4 separate regions of the Mus musculus genome follow, and all the other regions are linked to region 2. A link is a contact called in public HiChIP or PLAC-seq and promoter capture Hi-C data. All regions are on one chromosome and are shown on one strand. The core of a region is the stretch at or near the end of the contact, and the rest is flanking DNA. Distances in the headings are between cores, read along the strand shown.

The links. Promoter capture Hi-C pulls out the DNA fragments that hold promoters and counts their contacts. HiChIP or PLAC-seq counts read pairs in DNA pulled down with a chosen protein or histone mark.
Region 1: a contact with region 2 is called in a promoter capture Hi-C map of liver, with 2.8 times the contacts expected there. The contact joins the enhancer-like site here to the promoter of Sh2d4a in region 2. A contact is called at or near these places in 3 of 39 promoter capture datasets (epiblast stem cells and liver), 1 of 484 Hi-C or Micro-C datasets (embryonic stem cells), 5 of 115 datasets of contacts at active chromatin or transcription factors (double positive thymocytes, embryonic stem cells and pancreatic cancer cells) and 3 of 9 other capture datasets (adipose tissue, liver and pancreatic islet).
Region 3: an HNF4G HiChIP or PLAC-seq map of pancreatic cancer cells shows a contact between it and region 2. The contact joins the enhancer-like site here to the promoter of Sh2d4a in region 2. A contact is called at or near these places in 2 of 39 promoter capture datasets (both in liver), 2 of 484 Hi-C or Micro-C datasets (both in liver), 3 of 115 datasets of contacts at active chromatin or transcription factors (bone marrow-derived macrophages, intestinal crypt epithelium and pancreatic cancer cells) and 4 of 9 other capture datasets (adipose tissue, liver, macrophages and 1 more).
Region 4: a contact with region 2 is called in a promoter capture Hi-C map of liver. The contact joins the enhancer-like site here to the promoter of Sh2d4a in region 2. A contact is called at or near these places in 8 of 39 promoter capture datasets (the C10 cell line, HPC-7-derived erythroid cells, cranial neural crest and 4 more), 1 of 484 Hi-C or Micro-C datasets (bone marrow-derived macrophages), 4 of 115 datasets of contacts at active chromatin or transcription factors (bone marrow-derived dendritic cells, embryonic stem cells, intestinal crypt epithelium and 1 more) and 3 of 9 other capture datasets (adipose tissue, embryonic stem cells and liver).

Annotation. Positions count from the first base shown.
Region 1 is chr8:68,120,415-68,123,245 of GRCm38.p6, reverse strand. It overlaps a transcript of Psd3 not described here. Among named protein-coding and RNA genes, the nearest start is that of Psd3, 150 kb to the right of the region's middle. Within about 2 kb of position 1,530, at least 128 of the 459 cell types and tissues checked have an H3K27ac peak or open chromatin away from gene starts, as enhancers often do. A contact at or near this core is called in adipose tissue, liver, pancreatic cancer cells and 1 more, where this site is marked.
Region 2 is chr8:68,275,154-68,277,985 of GRCm38.p6, reverse strand. It overlaps Sh2d4a (SH2 domain containing 4A), which reads right to left and starts at 1,458. Exons shown (of 9, transcript NM_028182.1): 1 at 1,114-1,458.
Region 3 is chr8:68,082,355-68,085,130 of GRCm38.p6, reverse strand. It overlaps a transcript of Psd3 not described here. Among named protein-coding and RNA genes, the nearest start is that of Psd3, 110 kb to the right of the region's middle. Within about 2 kb of position 1,375, at least 96 of the 459 cell types and tissues checked have an H3K27ac peak or open chromatin away from gene starts, as enhancers often do. A contact at or near this core is called in adipose tissue, intestinal crypt epithelium and pancreatic cancer cells, where this site is marked.
Region 4 is chr8:68,024,187-68,027,122 of GRCm38.p6, reverse strand. Gm15991 (a long non-coding RNA gene) reads right to left here. Exons shown (of 7, transcript XR_003947558.1): 7 at 1-2,936. It also overlaps a transcript of Psd3 not described here. Among named protein-coding and RNA genes, the nearest start is that of Psd3, 51 kb to the right of the region's middle. Within about 2 kb of position 1,597, at least 2 of the 459 cell types and tissues checked have an H3K27ac peak or open chromatin away from gene starts, as enhancers often do. A contact at or near this core is called in liver, where this site is marked.

The sequences.
Region 1 (2,831 bases), core at 281-2,780, 150 kb after region 2:
ATATATAATATATATATTATATATAGTTTTTATATAATATATAATATATATACTGTATACATATATATGTATAGTCATATATATATGCATCATACATGTATTATTTTTGTACTTACAAATTATTCTTATATAGATTACCATATCTGATCTGTAAAAGAGTTCTGTCAAGTGGGAAGGATAGACATTTATTTTGCTGTTTTATAAATAAGTTCAATGAGGTTCAAAGTGAATCACACTTAATAGATGTTTACTCTGAAACTCAAACTTATGTCTCCTAACCCCAAATTCACTGCTGACTCTCACCAGTAATTCCTCTAGTTTTAGAGTCTTTCCTGTCTTTTCAGACAGAAAGCATAAAAATATGTAAATGGCTACCTAATATAGGCAAAAACAATACACATGTGCTCATTTGTGTATTAGGATGTATATATCGACATATATTATATTTTAATTATTTTGCTACATGAACAAATTTCTTCAAAGCTTCAAATGTATAGGTACATTCCAAGAGGAGCAGCTAATAGTTACTGAGAATTGGTTGTGCACCTCGTACTATTTATTTAATCCCTACATCAATAGCAAACTTGTAAACTAGGAATGATTAGCTAGTCTTAGAGACAATTAAAAGTTTTCTTTAAGTGGAAGGAAGAGTTGGAGAAACGTTTGCCACCAAAGTTTTATCTTTTCAATCAAAATGCTATTTATATACAATAATAACCATGATTTCTCTGTTTCTTACCCCCTACTTCTTACCCAGGACCAACACTCCTTTAGTAGACGCCCCCCACTCCGATATTTAATGAATTCTTGTGAAGGTTTCCTACATAGGCTTTCCAAGCCAGCCCTCCCTTCAGCTCCTGACCATCATCTCTTTCTCTGCATTTCCCATATTCCAGCTCATACAACTTAGAATAGACATATTTGTCACTGCTACAATAAGTTCACAAATTAAAAGGGCCACTGATAGCGCTATCTGGGTTCCCCCAAAAGCCTCTTTAGGATCCAAATGCACAGGGCTGGGGGTGGGGAATACACAGACTCTAATGGCCTCTCAGAAGTCCCTCCTCTCAGTCATTTCAGCAACGTTTGAATTTGGGGGGGCAATACATCAAACTATAATATTTAATACTTTGGCCTGGGCCACGAGACCTACCAGCATGGGTCCCCTGAAGCTACTGTAGCCCTTAAAGCAAAGCTTCATGAAGAGTCCCAATTGTTCAAAACTGTCTCACTTATACAGGCAAAGGAGACTGAAAGTCCATCTCAATGTTTGCTGAAAGTTTCATTTATAAACCACATACCGTCTTTCAGATCATACTCCAAATCACAGGAATAGTCAAAATAACTTAGGATTAATCAATAGAAGGAACAGTTAAAGGTAAATAAGTGATTCCATTTGGACATAGGTGTGGAAGTCTGTCTTGATTCACTCACACACACACACACACACACACACACACACACACACACACATCTGTCACTTGTATGCTGTTCTCCACCAATGTTTGCTTTTGTGACTCTGAGCAGAGTCCAGTTCTCCAGCAAACACAATTCTCTGGCCCTCAGCCCATTGAAGAGTCCCCCTGGGTGCTAAAGGTGTGTTGTTTCCTTCCACAGACTGATGGTAAAGCCATGGGGCTGAGTCATGTCTGCCTGCAGCTGCTGAGACACTGAGGTCTGAAACCCTGGCGAGGACTGGCTCTGCTCCCTTGGAGGAAATGGCCGAGCAGCCTCAGCCACAGCAGATGAAAACTTCCTTCCTTTTCATCCAGCTGCAGCCCCCACCAACCCAAGCTACCCAAACTCTCCCCGCCCCTTCTCCAGCAACCGCAGTCGCAACAGCAGCCCCAGGGGGCCTGGAGGAGGGACACATTTTCCCAAGTCCCAGAGCAAGCTTCTTCTCTGCTCCCTGGAACTTCAGATGTACGCAGGGCTTAGCTCCATCGCCTTCGAGTCTCCTGCCCGGGGAAGGCCCTGGAACACTGAGACCAGCTGCTTTCGATTGCTACTCACTGAAGGAAAAGAAGGAAGAAACAGAGAAATCTCAGAATCTGCATGTAAAGAGGAGTGGGGTTTGTGGATCCCCACATAGTAGGCGTTGCCTGGTCCCTGCTTCTAGGAAACTTGGCCTACCACAACAACTGCCATGTAGGCTTGCTAGCCCAGCTCCTACACTGAATGATAGAAACAGCAGTCCTTCCATAGGCTGGAAGCACCGGCCAGTCATTTCTGCCCACGGGGACCTGTGGGATATGGACCCAGAAGCCAGGAATGCCATCGAATTCTCAGTTCCACAAAGCACCCTGTCCTATGCAGCTGACAGGGGCAAAAGGGCACTCCAGAGGAGAGGGACTGTAAACCAAGAGGTACTCCCAAAGAACTGTGAAGAAGACATAGGTACCACAGTGCTGGCAACAAGGGCACAGCTCTTCAGATATTGCCCCACCATTCAGATCAGCCAGAGTTGCCTGGCCCCACCTGCTGCTGTGCCTCTCAAGGTAAGAACCTGGGATTCTCTAGATTTTGGAGACAGGGCACAGAATGGAAATTCTGACTCTGTGCCACTCTTGTAGGTCACCTGTACCTCAGGAACGGAGGTGCCTATCCGCTACAGTACTCTTTTGGCTCTTCCCAGCCATTGATAGCATCCTGTGCTAAAGCAGACAATGGATATCAGTTTCTCAAGATTTTTGCCTAGGAAGGTTGAGTAAGGGAGGGCATACTTTATAAGACAGGAGCAGAAGGAACTACAAGGAGGTTCACAGACAGGGGATGGTGGTGGGGAGAGGAGCCAGCCATTATACTAGCTGTTTTCTCACGTCTGCTAATTC
Region 2 (2,832 bases), core at 209-2,708:
ATTAATTTACTTGATGATTTTGAAAATAAAATAAATTGCAAGTGGTGAGAGCAGCTGGAAGTTCTGTAAATGCTCTCGAGATTGAAGTATTTCACAGATATAACTAGACAAGTCCATTTGTGCCCAATCTTCACCTAAGTATTTCTTCCACTTATTTATTAAATTAAAAATTATAAATACATTGTTTCGTTCCACAAACAAGAGAAGCTTGTCAGGGAACTGAGCAAGATGTAGCTGGTTATCCCTGCTTCTCTAGGGCCATAGTGAAGAGAAACACTATTGAGAAAATCTGCAAACAGTGAGTGACTCCACCTAGGGCCCATGAACCCCCCAGGGCAGGAGTGGCTGCGGATGGTTTACTTTTGTTGAGGAAAGTTCTTGCTAGGCTGATTTTAGATTGAGCCTTGACCCAGAACCATAGGGAGGGGACGAGCCCGCTGCTCTCTGTACCACGTGAGGGCGCCCGCGGGAGGGTGTCCCCGCGCGGGGAGCTCTCTAATAGAGTTCTGCGTGGGCTGAAACAGGTTTCAGGACTCTGTCTGGAAGGTCACCTCCGGGCCAGGAGAGACCACATGGCACTGCCCAGTGATTGGACCTCCGCTGATTTGTGGGTACTGTTGCAGGCACCCAGCACCTGCTTCGTGGCCCCGACCCTCGCAGGTTGCTTCCGCAGCTGCACCTGCCCCGGCCAGTGTAAGCACTCACCACGCGTGCATGCACACCGCCCGGGCACCATGACTTCCCTGAAAGACTCCAAGTTGCCTCCGATTCTCCTCCCACTGGAGACTCTTAGTATAATGATCACAAGCCCTCTATTCTTAGGGCCGCCACTCGCCCGGCCCCGGCTGCCGATACTGGACACCCTACACGAGACATCGGACACCCACAGCTGTGGCGGTCGGTTCCTCTGGGCACCCGAGCTCGCCCTGCGCGCGGTGGAGGAGGGACCAGAGGGACAGGTGAACAGCCTGACCGCGGGAACCAGGGTCTCCTCCTGTCCCTGTCCTCTGTGCTTTACCCTTCGCTCTAGAGACTCACCTGCTGGTTCCCACTCCTCGCTCACCCTTCTGCCTGGCTCCATGCTCCAGCGTTTTACCCGACCCGGTCACCTACCTGCTCAGTACCCGGAGCAAGGTGACCCAAGCACCTGCCACCTCCAGATTGCCTACAGCAACTGTCCGGGAAGAGAAGGGAGGACAAGCAGAGACCCAGCCTCCCAGAGACCCAGCCGCGCGGGCTGTCTGGACAAACACTCGGGACCAGAAGGACACTCAGCGTCCAGATCGCAGCCCTGGCCCGCCCCGCCGCGCCCACATGCTGGGGTGACTGACTGGGCGCTCCCTCAAGGCCCCACCCGGGTGCTGGAGGCGCTCCAGGGCCAGTAGGCAAGCTTGGCTGCCTTGGTCCAGTGACAGCAAGGCCACTAGTCCTTGGTTAATCTAGAGCGCTGTCTACAGTCTGGGGTAGTTTGCCTTACCACCTCAGTGGGGGTCTGTGGGACTTATTAATTACAATAGTCCGGCCCCTTCCACATTTGACTTGTAGGTGGAGCCTGCGGAGGCAGGCAAGGCCCATTTGGGAACCTGGGTCCTGCAGGCCAAGTTGGCTGTAGTTCTGCCCCTGCATTCTACAGCTTACTTTTTCCTTCTCTTTTGTTGACATTAAGTAAATTATCAAACTCTGAAGCATTTGTGACTCCAGGTGTGGCTTTACCGAGCATGATCAAGGAAGAGAAAGACTGGAATGCTGCAGGCTGAAGGCACTAGGGACAGGGGCAGCCAGGGAGAGAAACATGAAAGGGGGAAAAAGGTGGAAGTCCCCTGTGACTAACAGATCAGGGCCCGGATGGCACAGAGCACCAATGAAGCCTAAGCATACGTGGGAGGGAGGAAAGCTGAGCCGAGTGGAAAGGTGGACCAGCCTTTTCCACGGGTGAGGAACGTTAGGGATGTGGGGAGAAAACAGGGCTGAGAGGTGCGGAGGGATGACACAGGACCTCAGACTGTGGAGGTTAGAGAGAAGTCTTATAAACAAGAAACACGGTGTGACTTTATACACCCTGTCCAATCGATTTAGGAGCCTGGCATGCTGGACCCAAACATTGTTTATCTTAGGCTTTCACAACCGCAGAAAACCCTTGAGTTGGAAAACCTTACAGCCAGGAGTTACACCCTACACTCTCAGGAAACACGACTCAGCCATTTGGGAATTGTGCTTGAGATCCACTCAGGCAAGGACTCCCGGCCCGAAGCTTACTCTCCACTGTACTGAACTGGGTGGCCAGATGAGGTGCCTTAGAATGCTCTGTCCTCCTCTGCCTACTGGTGGTATCTGCTCAGCACGTGTCCTCACACTCTCTGGAAACTAAGGAGCTGTACAAGCTGGCTATCAGCCAGCTCAGGGGCCCATGGGACACTGATGCTATCACTAGGTACCCTCCTCCAGACTCATTCTGTCTCCAAGTCCTGACAAGCCTTTCTTGATGACAGCTCTCCCCCTTACATTTAGCCTTACAGTTTGCCATTCACGATATCAGCAGTGCCTGGCTGATTCAATTCTTGTGAGGCTCAAGTGAGATAATGCATGCAAAGTGCTCAGAGCATGGCTGGCCCTAATATGTTTGGATACTTACTGCATGCCAGAGACTATTGAATAGATAGAGGCTCTTGCACAAAGTGTTCAGAACCATTTCTGGCACGCAATATTCAAATGCATTTGCTCCTATTACTCCACATCAGATACTGTAAATTCGTGTTCCTACTTTATACCAAGGCTATGAATTTTTGTGTCTCACCTTACCTGGATTGAGGCTATGAGCAATTATCCTGGTCA
Region 3 (2,776 bases), core at 126-2,625, 190 kb after region 2:
CTTGTAATAGTTTTTTAAGCATTATTAATGGCAAACAATCAATTAACAAGCAAGCTGACATGCATCAGAGATGGATCAAAGACAGAGAGTTTTACTTTAGGGCAGTGGTTGTCAATCTTCCAAATATGGGGCCCTTTTATATAGTTTTTTATGTTGTGGTGAACTCCAACCCTAAAATTATGTTTGTTGCTTCTTCATTACTCTAACTTTGCTACTATTATAAATGGTAACATGAACATCTAATATGCAGTATATCTAATATGCGCCCCCTGTGAAAGGGTCACACAACTCCCAGGTAGAGTCTTAGAGGCTCACGGTGACTCAGAGGCATAAGGAGTGCAACTGTTGTGTTTGTGAGTAAGACTACAGTTGTGGGAGATATTTTTCTCTCTTCTTTAAAAAGAACACCTCAGTTTAGAAGCTTTTGGAGAGTCAATTGTGCTCCCTCCAATTCATGTTCCTATACTAACTAACACATGTAAATGTGTTTGAAGATGAGGTTTGTGAAGAGGTGAGGGAAACTGAGGTCACCAGAGGTAGCACTAATGCAAGCTGACTGAAGTCACCTGCAATCTCCATATTCAGTAGGCTATGGCAAGAAGATCAAGAATTAGAGAGTAGCCAGGGCGTACATGCATCAAGTGTGACCCTGATGTGGCACAGGGTACATCCATTGGCAAGCAAAGTAAAGAAGCCTCAAGCGATCAAGCCTGCTGACACTTGCTGCCTCCAGAACCCTGAGAAAATGAATTGCTGTTGGTAAAGCTTATTTCTATCATATTTCTCTTTAGCGGTCCAAGGAAAATGGCATCTTGTGCAGCAGTCCCAAGTTTATGTGACATGAGAAGACCCGGTTATACTTCCTTGTTCCCCTGCCCGTGCAGAATAAACAATGTTGGTCTTCTTTATTTTGTGAATGGATCTACTTAGAGATTCATAATCACATTCTATCCTGCCAGCTTGCAGCTCAACAAACATTTCACAGTTCCGTGTTTATTGGCCACTTGCTGATTTTAAGCCAGTACTCGTTCTTCATAAGCTAGCACATTGGTAATTAAACCATGCAGAGTACATAAACTATTCATTCAATGGCTGAGTACTATTAGGCTCTTTTATCCATCCATCTTCACAAACTCACTGCTTTTTATTGCGCTCAAAGCTGCAACCATTTCTTTAGAAATCTGCCTTTCAAAGGTGTGGACTTTAACCAGCAGGGGGAGGGGGATAAAAGAACACACTGCCCTCATAAAAGGATCCTATAAAAGTGTCTCCAGGTGCTCTTCTGTTTTCAGGCAATAGATCTGCCAGGACTATGTGCCCTGGAGGAGAGAGTGGAACCGGGCCTCTTTGAAGAGCCGAGAAGACTGGTTCCACTGTCTCACCAGGCTTGCTGTTTTATTTCAGTCCCAGGGGGAAGCCAACAAGCCCATTGGCCTCACCCTGACTGCTACTTCTGGCAGAGACTTCTGGAGAATGAATCAGAAGCCGGCTGCCCTAGCTCTTTGAAGTCTTTGAATGTGCATGCTACTTGTTTCTAGGTTTGGGCAAGCCAGGGCTACTGCATAACGAAGGATAGAAAGCAAATTTGCATAGTATTTCATTTTTTCAACAAGTCTAAGCCAAAGACATTCAGTGACCAAACTTGAAGGTGAGTAGACATTATCTGCCACCAGAATCATCAGACCAGAAAGCCTACCAGTCTAAAACTTGGCTCCTAGGACAGGGTATTATGTCAGTTTCTCCCGGAGTACAAGTATTGTGGTCGTTTTGCTAACATGTTTCTGTCCATAGGGAGGAGAGGGACAGATCTTGCTGATTAATTCATATCACTCACCACATTGCTTCTGAGTACTTCCTTGTGCCAGGTGTTATGTAAGGTCGTAGAGAACAGCAATGAATCAGGCTCTGCCCTTAGGGCTCAACAGTACAACTTAGGCGGAGCAAAAGCTGTTTGCTCCACCCCTCCCCCCTCTGCCAGCCCTCAGCTCTCTTATCAATGTCTTTTCCTCCATTCATTTGTTCTCTGCTCACTCCCACTCCCAGGGTTTTACTACTGGAAAAGCTCCAGGAAGAGAGGTGATGCCTAGCCAGGGCACCAATCCCCAGTGGAGGAATTTTATCATATAAATAATATTGTTACATGTATTTAATGGCCCCTCTAGTTCAGGGATCCCAAATCCCTGTGTGTAATGAAATCTGTAGTCTGAATCAGCTTTGCTATACCCTAGAGGTCCTGGGGGAGTAGCCTAGAACTCAGGGAGCTGCCAGGGTTGAGAGGCACCTCAAGGCTTGAAATCCACAGTGAAGTTTGTCAATAGATAATCAGAAGCTGACTGCCATTGCATCTCTCTCTCTCTTCCCCCCCCCCTCTCTCTCTCTCTCTCTCTCTCTGTGTGTGTGTGTGTGTGTGTGTGTGTGTGTGTGCTTATGTTCTTAAGTACCTTGTCTACTCAAGCACCTAGCTTATTTTCTGCTTCCTGAAGAGATTTATGGCTACATTTCCATAGGAATAAAAGTCCTGCTGGCAGGGAGCCCCAGAGAGGCAGAGAGTGGTGGTTTGTAGAGAATCACTGAAAAAATGTAATTGCTGGCAGCTGTTTGCCCCAGGGCTGCCAGTCATAAAATTTAACCCTTAATTATCCAGGCATTCTACAGGCAGAGACCTCTCTTGATCTAAGACAAGTGTTCACCATAGTCCTATAATAGAGGACTGTATATCTGTCATTACCTATTTTAAAGTCATTGCTTCTATTGCAGGACTAACCAACCATTGCAC
Region 4 (2,936 bases), core at 348-2,847, 250 kb after region 2:
GGAACAGGCAAACCACCTACTGTCCCAGCAGGGTCACTGAGGTTTCTAACCTTAGCTCAGCCAGGAAGCAGTCTACATTTCACAGCCCAGCGCTCCACACTTATATTGAAGAGTGTTCCTTATTAATCATTGAGGTATTTTTCCATCTAGTCAGGCTGATGGTCAAGATTAGCTATCATAGGAAGTATGCATTTTTAAAAATTACTTTGACAGCTTATTATAGACTTTGAAGACTGAGAAATGGGATAACAGTGTAGCGTGTAGTGCCTTACTGAGAAATCCATCTCATCTTAGAGGCATTTCCTTTAAAGTAGCCTACTGTATTTTATCCGATGTCTGTCAAGTGTTTCCTAACTATAGGCTTGCATGCTGGTAGTTAGTACTGCAAAAAGTTATTCAGCCCACTTTCCATCTTATAAAGGGGAATTAAAATGCTTGCTGCCCACTCCTCTCATTGAAGAGACCTATATTTTAGAAGTACAGCCATAGGCCATAATGGTTTCATGAAGTCTAGGGCAGTTTTCAGTCTTTTATTATTATGACAAATTCCCAAGGGAAACAGACTGAAAGGAGGGACGCTTTATTTTTGCTATATGGATGAATGAGGTCGTGCTAGTAATGTTCATTAAACTCAGTGGAAGGAATGGGTATGGGGAACCCCAGGTGCTATATTACTAAGAGTTTTGGCTTTTACTCTGCTATTAAGCTTCCATTTATTTTGCTCACACGTTGCTTTGGACAATAAAGCAAAAAGCTATATTAAACTTGAGGCCCATCTAGTGGGAATGATAATATTCAGGTGTCAAAATGGAGGAGTGAGCCTATTGCTTCTCGTGTTTTAACTTTCATCCATTGCAAAAAAATCACACATGCTTGACTGGTGAAAGGGGACACCTTTTCTATAGCTCATAGGGTCTTCTTGTGTCCAATCAGTACTTTAAGAAGCTGTAAGTCTTTAGAGCAGTTCAAATCAAATAGTAAGTCCTGATTTTGTTACTTACTGTGTGTGCATTCCCACCTGAGGATATGGTTGGTGCACACACACGGTCACATGCACTGAGGTGTTGAGATGTAAGAGGAAAAGGCCGTGCTGTGCTGGCAGAGCTTGTGGCTCCTTTGTGAAGAGTCACTGCAGGTTTCTGAAGGACACATCCCTTTCTCCACAGGCAGGGCTTTCCCTGATTCCATTTGGAGGGGTTTCTTTTACACTTTTGCAGAACATGTGTATATATTTTTAGGTACTATAAACTATCTTGCATAACTGAATGTATTATTCAACTTCATGCTAGTACTATAATCAAATACTGGAGGCAGACAACCTCGAGAAAAATACCAGTGGAATCTGACAAGAAAGGGCCTCCCTGTGTCCAGTCAGTTCTCAGAAAAAGCTATTTGAGGAAACCAATTCATTTGTTGTTTGTTAGTTTGCTTGGTCATTGCTCACATACTTGAAGGCATAACAGTCTCTAGGTCATGAAAGAAAGTGATAAATCTGATGTTTGGTGAAGACAAATTAGGGGTAGGTAGTGACAGCTCTCAACATTTGATCAGTACCTCCTGTTGGTTAATGATACACAGTCTTGTGAACATTATTAGTTCTGGAATAAGAGTCACTTTCAGGTTCATGCCGGTATGACCTGCATGTACTTCAGACCCTGGGGTATCAGCTGTGTTTCATGTGGAGACTTGTCATATTGACAAACACAAGATCTTAGTGATAAGAAATGTAAGGATAGGTGTGTCTACCAATCACATTATTAAGAGTAAATATAAAAAGGTGAACACATGATTAGAGCCAAGATCTATGGTCAGACGGTTGGTAATTGAAATTTTTAGAGCCAGAGCCCCAAAATCTTTATTCAGATGGGAGAGGGAGGACAAAAACTAGCTATGTGACAAAGCTTCCAATTTACAATTCCCTATAAGGACACATACATACATATAGGACCCATATCTCCACGTGGCCTAACCCTTTAACATCTTGCCACTTCCCAACAGGGCCCAAGCCCGTAATACATAAGATTCCTGGGAGACATACAGCATCTGAATTGTAGCACTAGCTGAGTTAAAATCCACATGCCCAAATGTTCAGAGAGGCATTTATGAATGGCCTATAAATGGAGCTATTGTAATAGATAACAGCAAAGTTTAAAATAATGTTGATATTCAGGATGGCAGTTGGGGTGGGGAGGAAGAACTTAGATGGAAGGGAAATAATTCTGAACTTTCCTTTTTATTCCAGAGAAAGAGAGTGCCTAATTGTGAACATATTCTAAGCAATGAGCTGGGGAGTAAGGCACATTTAAAAATAGCAATTTAAAATGAATGAGCCTTTGTATGAGCTGAGGTTTAATAAAGAATAAAGTAGTCATGAAAATTGTATTTTAGTAGACTATTTTAAACTTTGGATTTTAAACAACATTTGAGAATTGTGAAAGAAAAGGAAAAAGTCTGACCCCAAAGCAACACAAATGATTAAAACTCTGGATAAGGGGGTATACCCTGTGAAGCTATCTTGGTTACCTTATTTATAGTGTTATGCTTTCTTTGAGTTTTATAATAAGCAAGAGGGGTTATAAAATAGGAGCCAGTGACTTGGAATGAGTTGAGAATCCATGTAGACACAGGAATCTTTGTGCCTCTCTGCAGAATAGTACTTCAGAGCCTCTCAGGACATTTTAGGGGCCCCGCCTAGAAGTCAAGAATAGCCCAGGAGGTAACTCTAAGGGAATAATCATTGCCTGCTCTGAGAACTCAAAAGAGGCAACTCAACCTTTGAAATAAAAAACCAAAACCAAAACAAACAAACAAAACCCCCCAAAATCAAAAAACTAATAAGAGTTCTGGATTATAAGAAATTTTGTGTGGAAAATTAAGAATAATTGAGTAGGGACTATTTTAATTCATCTATTTTATCTATATATGTAGAAATATTT